Regions from separate parts of the Sus scrofa genome. Here region 1 is linked to region 2. Evidence: chromatin contacts called from public Hi-C data. All regions are on one chromosome and are shown on one strand. Each heading gives the region's core, a stretch centred on a gene start, on an enhancer-like site or on the middle of the called end of the contact. The rest is flanking DNA. Distances are from core to core; before and after follow the strand shown. Region 1 overlaps ALPK2 (alpha-protein kinase 2). Region 2 has its middle 79 kb from the start of MALT1.

What was found. A called contact is a pair of places that touch in the nucleus more often than the background predicts.
Region 1: a contact with region 2 is called in a Hi-C map of embryonic fibroblasts, with 4 times the contacts expected there. The contact joins two enhancer-like sites. A contact is called at or near these places in 1 of 5 promoter capture datasets (liver), 31 of 47 Hi-C or Micro-C datasets (alveolar macrophages, blood, brain and 14 more) and 2 of 2 datasets of contacts at active chromatin or transcription factors (alveolar macrophages and skeletal muscle).

What each region holds. Positions count from the first base shown.
Region 1 is chr1:162,256,594-162,261,757 of Sscrofa11.1, forward strand. The region is part of intron 5 of ALPK2 (alpha-protein kinase 2); the gene reads left to right. Among named protein-coding and RNA genes, the nearest start is that of MIR122, 71 kb to the right of the region's middle. Within about 2 kb of position 3,513, at least 34 of the 83 cell types and tissues checked have an H3K27ac peak or open chromatin away from gene starts, as enhancers often do. A contact at or near this core is called in embryonic fibroblasts, where this site is marked.
Region 2 is chr1:162,064,066-162,068,486 of Sscrofa11.1, forward strand. No RefSeq gene overlaps it. Among named protein-coding and RNA genes, the nearest start is that of MALT1, 79 kb to the right of the region's middle. Within about 2 kb of position 2,451, at least 6 of the 83 cell types and tissues checked have an H3K27ac peak or open chromatin away from gene starts, as enhancers often do. A contact at or near this core is called in embryonic fibroblasts, where this site is marked.

The sequences.
Region 1 (5,164 bases), core at 2,263-4,762, 190 kb after region 2:
ATGGTCTTCGCGCCAGAATAGCCTGTATAGTTCAACATTACACAACCCAAAGGCAAGTCTATGCCATTTTATAAACATTAACTGTATTAACGCATGTAAAGTGCTTGGAGCAGTGCCTGCTAAGGGCTACGCAGGGCTTGGTGATCACTATCAGTAGTAGTAGTGATGCTAATAACTGCCTCAAATCACCCGAGATGTCCAAAGAAACGCGCAAGCTCTGGGCTTCACCTCTAGGATCTGACTCACGACTAGGATTATGCTTGGTGCGGAGTCCCTAGCCCCAGGAAAGGGTATTTGTCATGGAAACCAAGTCCTCTCAAGAAGAGAACAGATTGGTCTTTTACAAACTACGACCTTCCTAAGAGGGTTATCCTGAAACAGGATTATAACCCCTGTTGGCTGGCGGCTTTGTGCCTCCCAGGAGGGCCTGGAAGGGGAAATACTGATCCTGGATGACGAGGGTGTTTCAAGGTCAGGTCTTAGGATTGGGATCTTCAATGACGGTCCCCCACTTGATTGGTTTAACATTCAAAGTTTCAAGTGAAGCGCCTTTCTGGGCATCCGGGCCACTCCTAAAAATAAACTCAAGTTCTTGAAATATTCCAGTTTGCCTTTAAGCTTTCGTTGGCTGGAGACCGGGCTATTTTCAGTCTCGGAGCCCCAGGTGGTATGGATTTGATCTATCGAATGACAAATGACCAAATGACGCTGTGCCCTGTAGTGAGGGCTCAGCAGATATTTAGGAAAGGTCAGCCGTGGGTGAGGCCGTGGCGAGCAGGGTTGGCTGGGGAGTGGGGACGCTCCCATTTGAAGATTCCTGGAACCACTGGGGGAAAATGTGTAGACAACCGTTGAAGACTGAGGCTCAACAAATACTAGATACCAATGAAGAATTATCTAGTCTAGATAAAGAGGAAAGAACATTCAAAGAATACCTAAAAAGGAACAGGAGTTAGAACTTGTCCCATGAGAGGACATGGTGGCTCATGGCACCAATGGCCACCTGAAGCAAAGGGTGAAATGGCTTAATTCTCCGGGCTCTGGGTGGTTGGCTGTGGCTTTTAGAACCATGGCCTCTCCTTCGATCCATCTTCTCACATTTCCCCATCCTCTCCCAACCTCTTCTACTTCAAGTTCACCTTGCCCCAGGCCCTATTGATCCCTTGGCATGTTGACAAGCTCCTGAATCTCCAGCCCAAGAGCCACACCCGGTGCCCTTGGTACCACTGTCCTTCAAAGTCATCCTGCCTGAGCTGCCCAGCACCTCCCGAAGGCTCTAGGTGAACCTCACATGCCTTTTCCTTCATCCACAGCCATGTGCTCTCCTCTTGTTTCCATTAGGAAAGCTTTTAGCTGCAGCTAACAGAATTGCCAACTCCCAGTGGCCTCAAACCGAAGGACTTTTGTTCACTTCACAAAAAGGCTGGGGGTAGAAGACCTGGGTGCTCCAGTGGCTGAGGGAGGCTGCCTGTCAGCTCTCTAGTCTGTCCTCTGCTCCACCAGCCACAGCGTTGCTGGCTTTTCATTCTTGTGCTGTTTTGTTTGCCTTAGGACTGGAAGATGCATCATATCTTCACAGGAAGAAGGAAGGGGGGTAGGCGAAGTCTGCACCATATCTATTTTATATGTCTACATAAAAAGCAAAGCTTCTCTGGATGTTCCTTGGTGGAATTCCCCCTGTCTCACTAGCTGACCCCTTGGCCCCTTCTAGCTATGCAGGAGGCTAGGAAGATCTGTGGCTTTCCAGGCTTTCTGCTTGGAGGTGTCAAGGGAGAAAGGGGATTGGGGATGCTGTTGAATTAGTTAACTCCTTTCCACTCTAATCATAGAAGAACATTCCTGAGACAGTACTGAAATAGCCAAGAATCACCTAAACATTTTTTTTTTTTTTTTTTTTTTTTTTTTTTTAGCTATTTCTTGGACCACTCCCGTGGCATATGGAGGTTCCCAGGCTAGGGGTCTAATCGGAGCTGTAGCCACCCGCCTACGCCGGAGCCACAGCAACGCGGGATCCGAGCCGCGTCTGCAACCTACACCACAGCTCACGGCAACGCCAGATCGTTAACCCACTGAGCAAGGGCAGGGACCGAACCCACAACCTCATGGTTCCTAGTCAGATTCGTTAACCACTGAGCCACGACGGGAACTCGCACCACGACGGGAACTCCCACCTAAACATTTATACATAGAATGTGAGAGCAGCCTCATGGTTTTGCCCTGCAGGGATCTTAGCTACTGAGTGGAAGAGTATTTAGCTGCGACCTTCTCCCCACCACCGGAGCAGCTCTGCTCGTTAATGTCTATCCTTTTAGCCACTAGCACAGCTTGGCAAGAATGGCTATTTATCTTTTCCACGTACATCTTGTCTCTGCAGCTGGATTGCAAGCTATCTGAGAAGGAGGGATCTTATCCACCTTCTATTGTCAGCTACTCAAATTAGTGTCATGCCCTTGGTGGCATCCAGGACACTCCCACTAATGAAGATAAGCCTGCACTTCAGGGGGTGGGTGAAGAGACGACACACCTTCATGGGCTTGGGGGTGGGGGGGGCATGCTTAGGCAGAATTTTTGGAAAGGCCAACAGATAGAAACAAGGTGCTTGGAGAATCAGGCATGTTGGACAGATGGGGCGGGAGACCTTTGTGCAAGCAGAGTGTTTTCAAGCTTAACGCTGCTTTCAAAACAACAGGTTTGGAAGTATTGCTAAATCTGGACTACCCTTCCCTCTCCTGTACTCATTCATCTGTATATTCATTCAGCAATATTAGGTCCTTAGTATGTCCTAAAGTTCTAAAAATTCAAGTAACACAATCCTGTCCTCAGCTTGGGAGGAAGCCAATAAACACATGGTCATGTTGGGTGGAATAAGGACCATTATAGTTGTAAAACCAACGTGTCTCAAGAACTCAGGTGTCCTGGGTTTAAATGAGGGTGTTCCCAGCCCTTCAGTGGGATTTTCTTTTAATTACTCTTGTTAGAAAGCCCGAGTTGAAAGGCCTTTTGAGCCAGATAGACTTAGCTTTAAATCCTGGCTCTGCCATTGACTATGGGGACCCTGGGGAGATATTTCTAACCCTGACATCAGTGATCTCAAGGCCAGTTCTTAATTACTGCCTCTCAGTTCCAAAAACACCCTTCAGTATGTGCTTGGTGATAACAGAATTCCATTCCCATCCCTCCTTTTCGATGTGACGCTCGGCAGAGGGTGTGGGCGGAAGAGGAGTCCTTTTCTTCTCAGCAGTGCTTGTGGGGTCAGGGAGATGAGGGTGGAGGTCATCCCATAGAGGCTGCCCAGCCACAGAGCCCGGAACATGGTCCATCTGCAGCCTGGTAGCCTTGGCCTAATGATAACCTTCCTGTAGCCCTCGACTCAGAAACCACAGCTTCGCGTGGCCAGCCTACTTAGGGCTTCCTGCCAACACCAATATCCAGACTCCTTCCACCAGCCCCCACAAGGGCTATATATGGGCTGTCGTTCCCTCTCCCTACCCCCACTGCGTGTCGCTCACCCGCTCTGTCAAGCCTCTGCTGGTCCCCGACTCCCACTGTACGACTGCACGCTGGGTGCTGACCGCTGGCTTCCTGCCTTCACACAGAAAGGTGGTGTACTGCTCACCCAGCAATTCCAGACCAGCTCTGGCCTCGCCATCTCATCAAACTTCTGCTGTTGGATGGCCTGGTTATACCTCCAGCTAGGTCTGTGCCCCTTCCAGGTGGTCCCTCCTTGGGACCCCACCTCCCTTAGTGCACCTTTAGGCTTTCCTGGTACATTGCAGTTATCCTATTGCAGTTAGCAATTCCTAATGCTCAGCTTCCCTTACTTACCGGGGTTTCTGTTTTGTGATTGGAGCCAGGCTCTTGACCTCATCAGTAAAGAAGAGATGCTAGTATCAGTATTTCAGACTTATTATATCATGAGTGAACATAAAGCCCCAAAAGCACACTGCTCTGCTCATTGGAGTTGGCTCCGTTTTCTGCCTTAGCCCCTACTGTCTTTTCACAGAACAAGGGAAACGAGTGTCAGTGAGTGCCAGAGTGCTGACGTGCGTGTGGTTAGTCTTAGAGGAAGAGACAGAGGGTCACAGAGGCTAAAGAGATTACTTGGGGTCATGCATGCAATATGGGCTGAAGCAGGTGGCCAGTGCTGAGTCCCCACACTTTGCTGGGTGTTTCCACCTAGAGCCCTAAACCCTCCTCCCCTGCACCTGAATGAGAATAATTTTCCTACCCAACAAAGCCACCTGAGTTCTGCCACTCACTCCATGAGAATAGCTGAGCAGTAAGAGAATCATTTGCTGGAGTTCATGATGATTTAACTAAGCTCTCTCCCTGAGAGAAAAGGTCTGACTCATTTGAAATGTGTGAGTCTTGTGGTTTCCCTTTCTGAGTTGGCCTCCAAGGAGCCTGGCCTTGGAACTAATGCCTTGAGCCTTGGCAAGTAAGTATTGCGCTGTTAAAGGCTCCACTTCAAGCAAATCCCATTGGTGACCATCACATTTTATGGAATTTCACATCTGCAGTGGACCAACCAGTAAGGCTTGTTGCTGGAACCTCACTTCCAAAAGGCCAGCTGTCTTGGTGATGCTCACTGATGCTTCCCAGTCCTTAGCACAGAGCTTAGCATATATGGTAGATGCTCAGTAAATACTCAAGTGGATGAGTTGTCCATGGTCAAGGATTCACCATATTTCTTCCTCCATGGGGCTTCACTGGGCTCCTTTAAAGTCGGAGTTTATAGAGAAGGGGGAGGAAGGAGCAAACCTTAGTAGGAACACCACTGCTTTGTAAATCAAGGCACAATACCATGGCTGTGACAGTCCAGTGACCAAGCCACACTAATCAAAGCTTACCTGTCCTGTGTTTTGTCCTCTGCAGACTAGTCTGATAGGCTAGTAAGCAGTATTGGGTGGGCGACATCCAGGCAAATAGGGGACTTTTAATTTGAGCCCTTTGCCAAGCACTTGACAGTTTTTTCCAGAGAATTCTACACATGGCAGCTAGTCCATAAATGTTTGGCACTGATGCTGTGATGATGGCAAGATCTTAAAATAACGACTGACATAGGCAGTGGAAATTCAGGCAGGGGAGGAAACCTCAGAGGGTTGTGGTGTTTTCAACCAATCTTCCTGCACAGCTCAAATCATGTCCAGGAAGCTACCCAAAC
Region 2 (4,421 bases), core at 1,201-3,700:
AAGTCCAGACTGAGGGCCAAGATCACACTCGAGCCTGCACTGCCCTCTGCTGGGAATCCCAGTTCATGGCCACCCAGGACTGGAGAGGAGAGAACCTAAGGCAAGGCCAGGCCCAGAGACGGGCAGGCAGGCCCCGGAGGCCTGGGCAGACCCAAGGTCCTGGAAGGCCTCTCTGCAGATTCTTCACCAGCTCCTCTCCTCGGGCCCCAGAGTTTCTCACTGGGGTCTGAGCCACTCTTCAGTGATGTGCAGATGGCATCACCACCCGCAAGCCATCTCCAAGAGACCAGGACTGGGCACTCTCCCCGGAGAGCCAGGTGACCTTCAGCTGTCCCCCAAAGGGTGGGCTTTGGCTCCTAGCGTCACCGTGTGTGCTCATCAGCTGTCTGTCCTTTGCCACATGTCCCCATCTCCTTTCCAAACGGAGTTCTGGGTGCGCTGCCCCATCTCTGTCCCCCCTCATTCCAAGAGTCTCTGAACAGCTTGCCCACCCCAGGTTGTTTCCGCCTGATCCCGCAGCCAGACTGAATTTCCAGAATGTTGTTAAGGTGATGCTATCCTGCCCTTGTCTGACCCCCCTTCAAAGTCAGCCAGTTGCCAAGAGGGTGATGACAAAACAACATGGAATACAAAGCCCACCCTGGTCTTGTTCCTGACTTTCTGTCCATGTTTAACGCCTACCTTACCTCCTCTTGTCTGACAGCTTCCTGCCATTCAAACAAGACGCAGGTCTCTGTTGCCAAACAGCCTGGATCCCTAGACCAGCTGTGCTATTCATTAGCTGACCTTGGGCCAGTTACCTCTCTGTCTCGATTTCCTCATCTGTAAAATGGGGATGATAAGAGTAATAATATGCTTCCTAGGGGGTGTCTTAACGTAAATGATACAATTCGTGTAAAGCACTTAGAACAGTATATGGCACATGGTAGGCACCTTATAAGTTTATTAGTATTTGTTGAAAATCTTGATTTTCAACGAATAATAATTATTTTTGTCCTTTTTGGGCCACACCCACAGCATATGGAGGTTCCCAGGCTAGGGGTCAAATTGGAGCTGCAGCTGCCAGCCCACACCACAGCCTCAGCAGTGTGGGATCTGAGCCGCATCTGTGACCTACACCACGGCTCATGGCAACGCCGGATCCTTTACCCACTGAGCGAGACCAGAGATCAAACCCGCATCTTCATGGATCCTAGTAGGGTTCGTTTTCGCTGAGCCACATCGGGAACTCCTAAATTTTTTTTCTTATGAACATATTTCTGTTTTAAATTTTGAGATCCCCTCTGTTCTCCCATTTCATCTGACATAGCTTGGACTTGAGGGGGTGTACTTCTGGCTTTAGGCCAGGAGGGGGCGCGAGAGACTGATACAGAAACATGTCAACTCCAATAGAAACCAGAGCCGTGATTGCGCTCAGGACCTGCTCTGCCCCCTCTCCTGTCATCAGTGTCCTTCCAAAGGCAGGTTGGGGCTGGAGTCTGACGGAGGGTTGGTTCGCCTGTGAGCTGCTAATCTATTCATTTCCTAGGGCTGTCATAACCAATGATCACTTAATTGGTGTCTTAAAACAACAGATATTTATTTTCTCCCAGTTCTAGAGACCAGAAATCTCAAACTAGTTTACTGGGCGGAAATTAAGGTCTTGGCCGGTTCATTCTCCCTTGGAAGGTTCTAGGGGAGAATCCTTCCTCGCCTTTCCGGTTTGTGCCTGCCTCTTCACACGGCCTTCTCTGTGCCCTTGTCTTCTCTTCTCTTAGAAAGACCCTCATCCTTGGATTAGGGGCCACCCTCACCCAGGATGATCTTGTGTTCAGATCCTGAACTTAATTACATCTGCTAGGATCCTATTTCCAAATAAGGTCCCAGCCACATGTTCTGGGGGGTTAGGAGATTTTTTTTTTTTTTTTTTTGGCAGGGGGGTACCATTCAACCCTCTAAACCTTTCTTTTCTCTGCAGTTTAATGACCTTTTGGGTGGCCCACATTTTATTTTGGTGAAACTGTTAGTAACAGGTACTGAGTTTTTACTATATGCCTGCCTTATTTGTTCTCTCAAGTACCCTGTGGTAGACGATACTGTTCACAAAGGCGAGAATTGAAGCTTCAGGGTAAGTAGGCTGCAGAGCTGGTCTTTGAACCCAGGGAGGCTGCCCTCTTCATCTCAGGATGCCTCTTCTTGGTAGGATCATGTTTCTATCAGGAAGCTTCCTGCAGTTAGAAGAATCTGAGTGGCTAAAGAAATCTGAGGTTTTGAGTTCCCTGGTGGCCTAATGGTTAAGGAATTGGGATTGTCACTTTTGTTGCTCAGGTTTGATCCCTGGCCCAGGAACTTCAGCATGCCAAAAAAAGAAAGAAAGAAAAAAAGTAATCTGAGGTCTTGTTCTAGAGTGTAGGTTGTAGTTCCCCAGCTTAAACACTCTGACCCTGGAGCATGAGTCAGCAGCAACAGCTCAGAGAGTGAAGGAGAATGCAGAACATGCGAGCCAGCTCATACATATCTCCTGTAGAAGCTGCCCTCCGCCTCCGAGTGAGTGCAGTGTCCTGGATTTCAAGCTGCATGTGTGCCAGCCTGGAGATGATGCTTCAGGGCAGAAGGCAGCCACTCAGAGCTACAGCTGCCAGCAGAGCCCACCTGGGTCATCGGCCTGCACGTGGATGGTGTGCAGGTGTGCTGGGGGTACCACGTGCAGAACCTGTTCACCTTCCTGAACCAGTTCCATGGGTGGAATCTGTGGGAGCCAGGCTTCTAGGAGGCGCCTCTCTTGTTCTTCCACAGAGGGCAGAACCTGCACTGGGTGCTTGTGGGCCCTGTGCTTAGAAAGCTGGCTGAGCTCAGGCAGTGTTGGAACAATGGGGGTCCCACTGCTTCTTCTCCAGCTTGCGGCAGGTCATCCATGAGGGCAAGGAGAAGCCTGAGGTGGCCCTGGGTGCAGATGCTGAGGATGTGGAGGGCCTTCAGGGATGTGTAACTGATTCCTAAAGGGGACTCTGGAGACCCCCATCTTCCCATTTCAGTGCCCCGGGCATCTGGAGGATAGGCTCAGAGCTTCTGCAGACTCAGGCAGCAGCATCTACTAATAGTGCCCCCCCCCTTTTAATGGCTGCATCCATGGCATATGGAAGTTCCCGGGCCAGAGAATGAATCTGAACCATAGCTGCGACCTACCCCACAGCTGCAGCAATGCCAGATCCTTTAACCCAGTGCCTCTGCAGTGACCTGAGCTGCTGCAGTCGATTTCTTAACCCACTGCACCACAGCGGGACCCATAGTGTCCCTTTAAAGAGGCATTTTGAAAGCTAGCTGCCCCTGTGGCCCAGCCAGACACCAACACCACCCCCCATCACTCACCCACGAGGACTGGTTAGCTTTCTTCTCCCTTCCTCTCTTCATTATTTGGTGACATTCTTTTCAGTCTGTCATGTGCTTTCTACAGTCCCCGGCCCTCTCTGCTGGCCAGCCCCAGCTTGGGCCTTGGTCACCCATGGTGGCCGCAACTGCCAACAAGGGACCAGGGCACGAAAATGAGGGTAAAGGTAGTCTGGAGAGTCGCACCACCACGTCGACACATCTTGGGTCAGCCCTGAGGTGTGTGAAGTCCATGAACAGGGCTAGGATGGCCTCCAGACCAGCAAGGTGAGCCTCAAGCCACCCAGGTGTTCCTACAGCTAAAGCTCCTCTGTCAGAAAGGAGCATTGGCAGTAGATGCAGGGTCTTTTGCTGGAAGCCAAGCCTCACTGGTGAGGTTGGCCATTGACATGGATGTCTGGGTAGCTTAGCCAGCATCCCTGACCACTGGACCTGTTGGAGTGCCTGTCTTCCTTACAAGGCGCTGTGACTGGGCTTTGGCCTTCTGCACAGGTGTGCTTCCAGGGAGGGCGCATATAAGCGTGCTGACCCCAGCGTGTCCCTCACTTTGCCTTGCTGGTGGGAATGCCACCACAGAGGTCAGGTGATCCCAAAGTGTAAAATCATGTTTTAAAAAACTCAACACCTAGTTGGCACTGACTGATTCCAATGGGAAGGTATCATATGGTGTTTTGCCTGGTTAACACCACCTACCAGGGAGCCACGTCTTGAATGACAGCATTGATTTCAAGTCTGAGTTTTGTGCTGTTTGCTGAAACTGCTGGTCGGCACCTGTGTGGCCTTTTCTTGCCATAAGCAGCCCAAGCTGACTGGCTACTGAACTCCTTCCCTTAATGGGGAGGCTGGAAGCCCTCAAGCTCAGTGGGATTTTTCCTCCCCTTCTTTCTCAGCTCTGTAGTCTGCTCCAGTCACCTAGCATCCGGGGAATGGCGGGGTGTGTGTATGAATGAGGGGGGTGGCTACCCTAGCAGTGGTGGGGTCTAGTGAGCAGAGACTAGATCCATCGCTTTTGACTGAGAAGCTTTTTATGCAAACCAAAGCTTACATGGAAGATG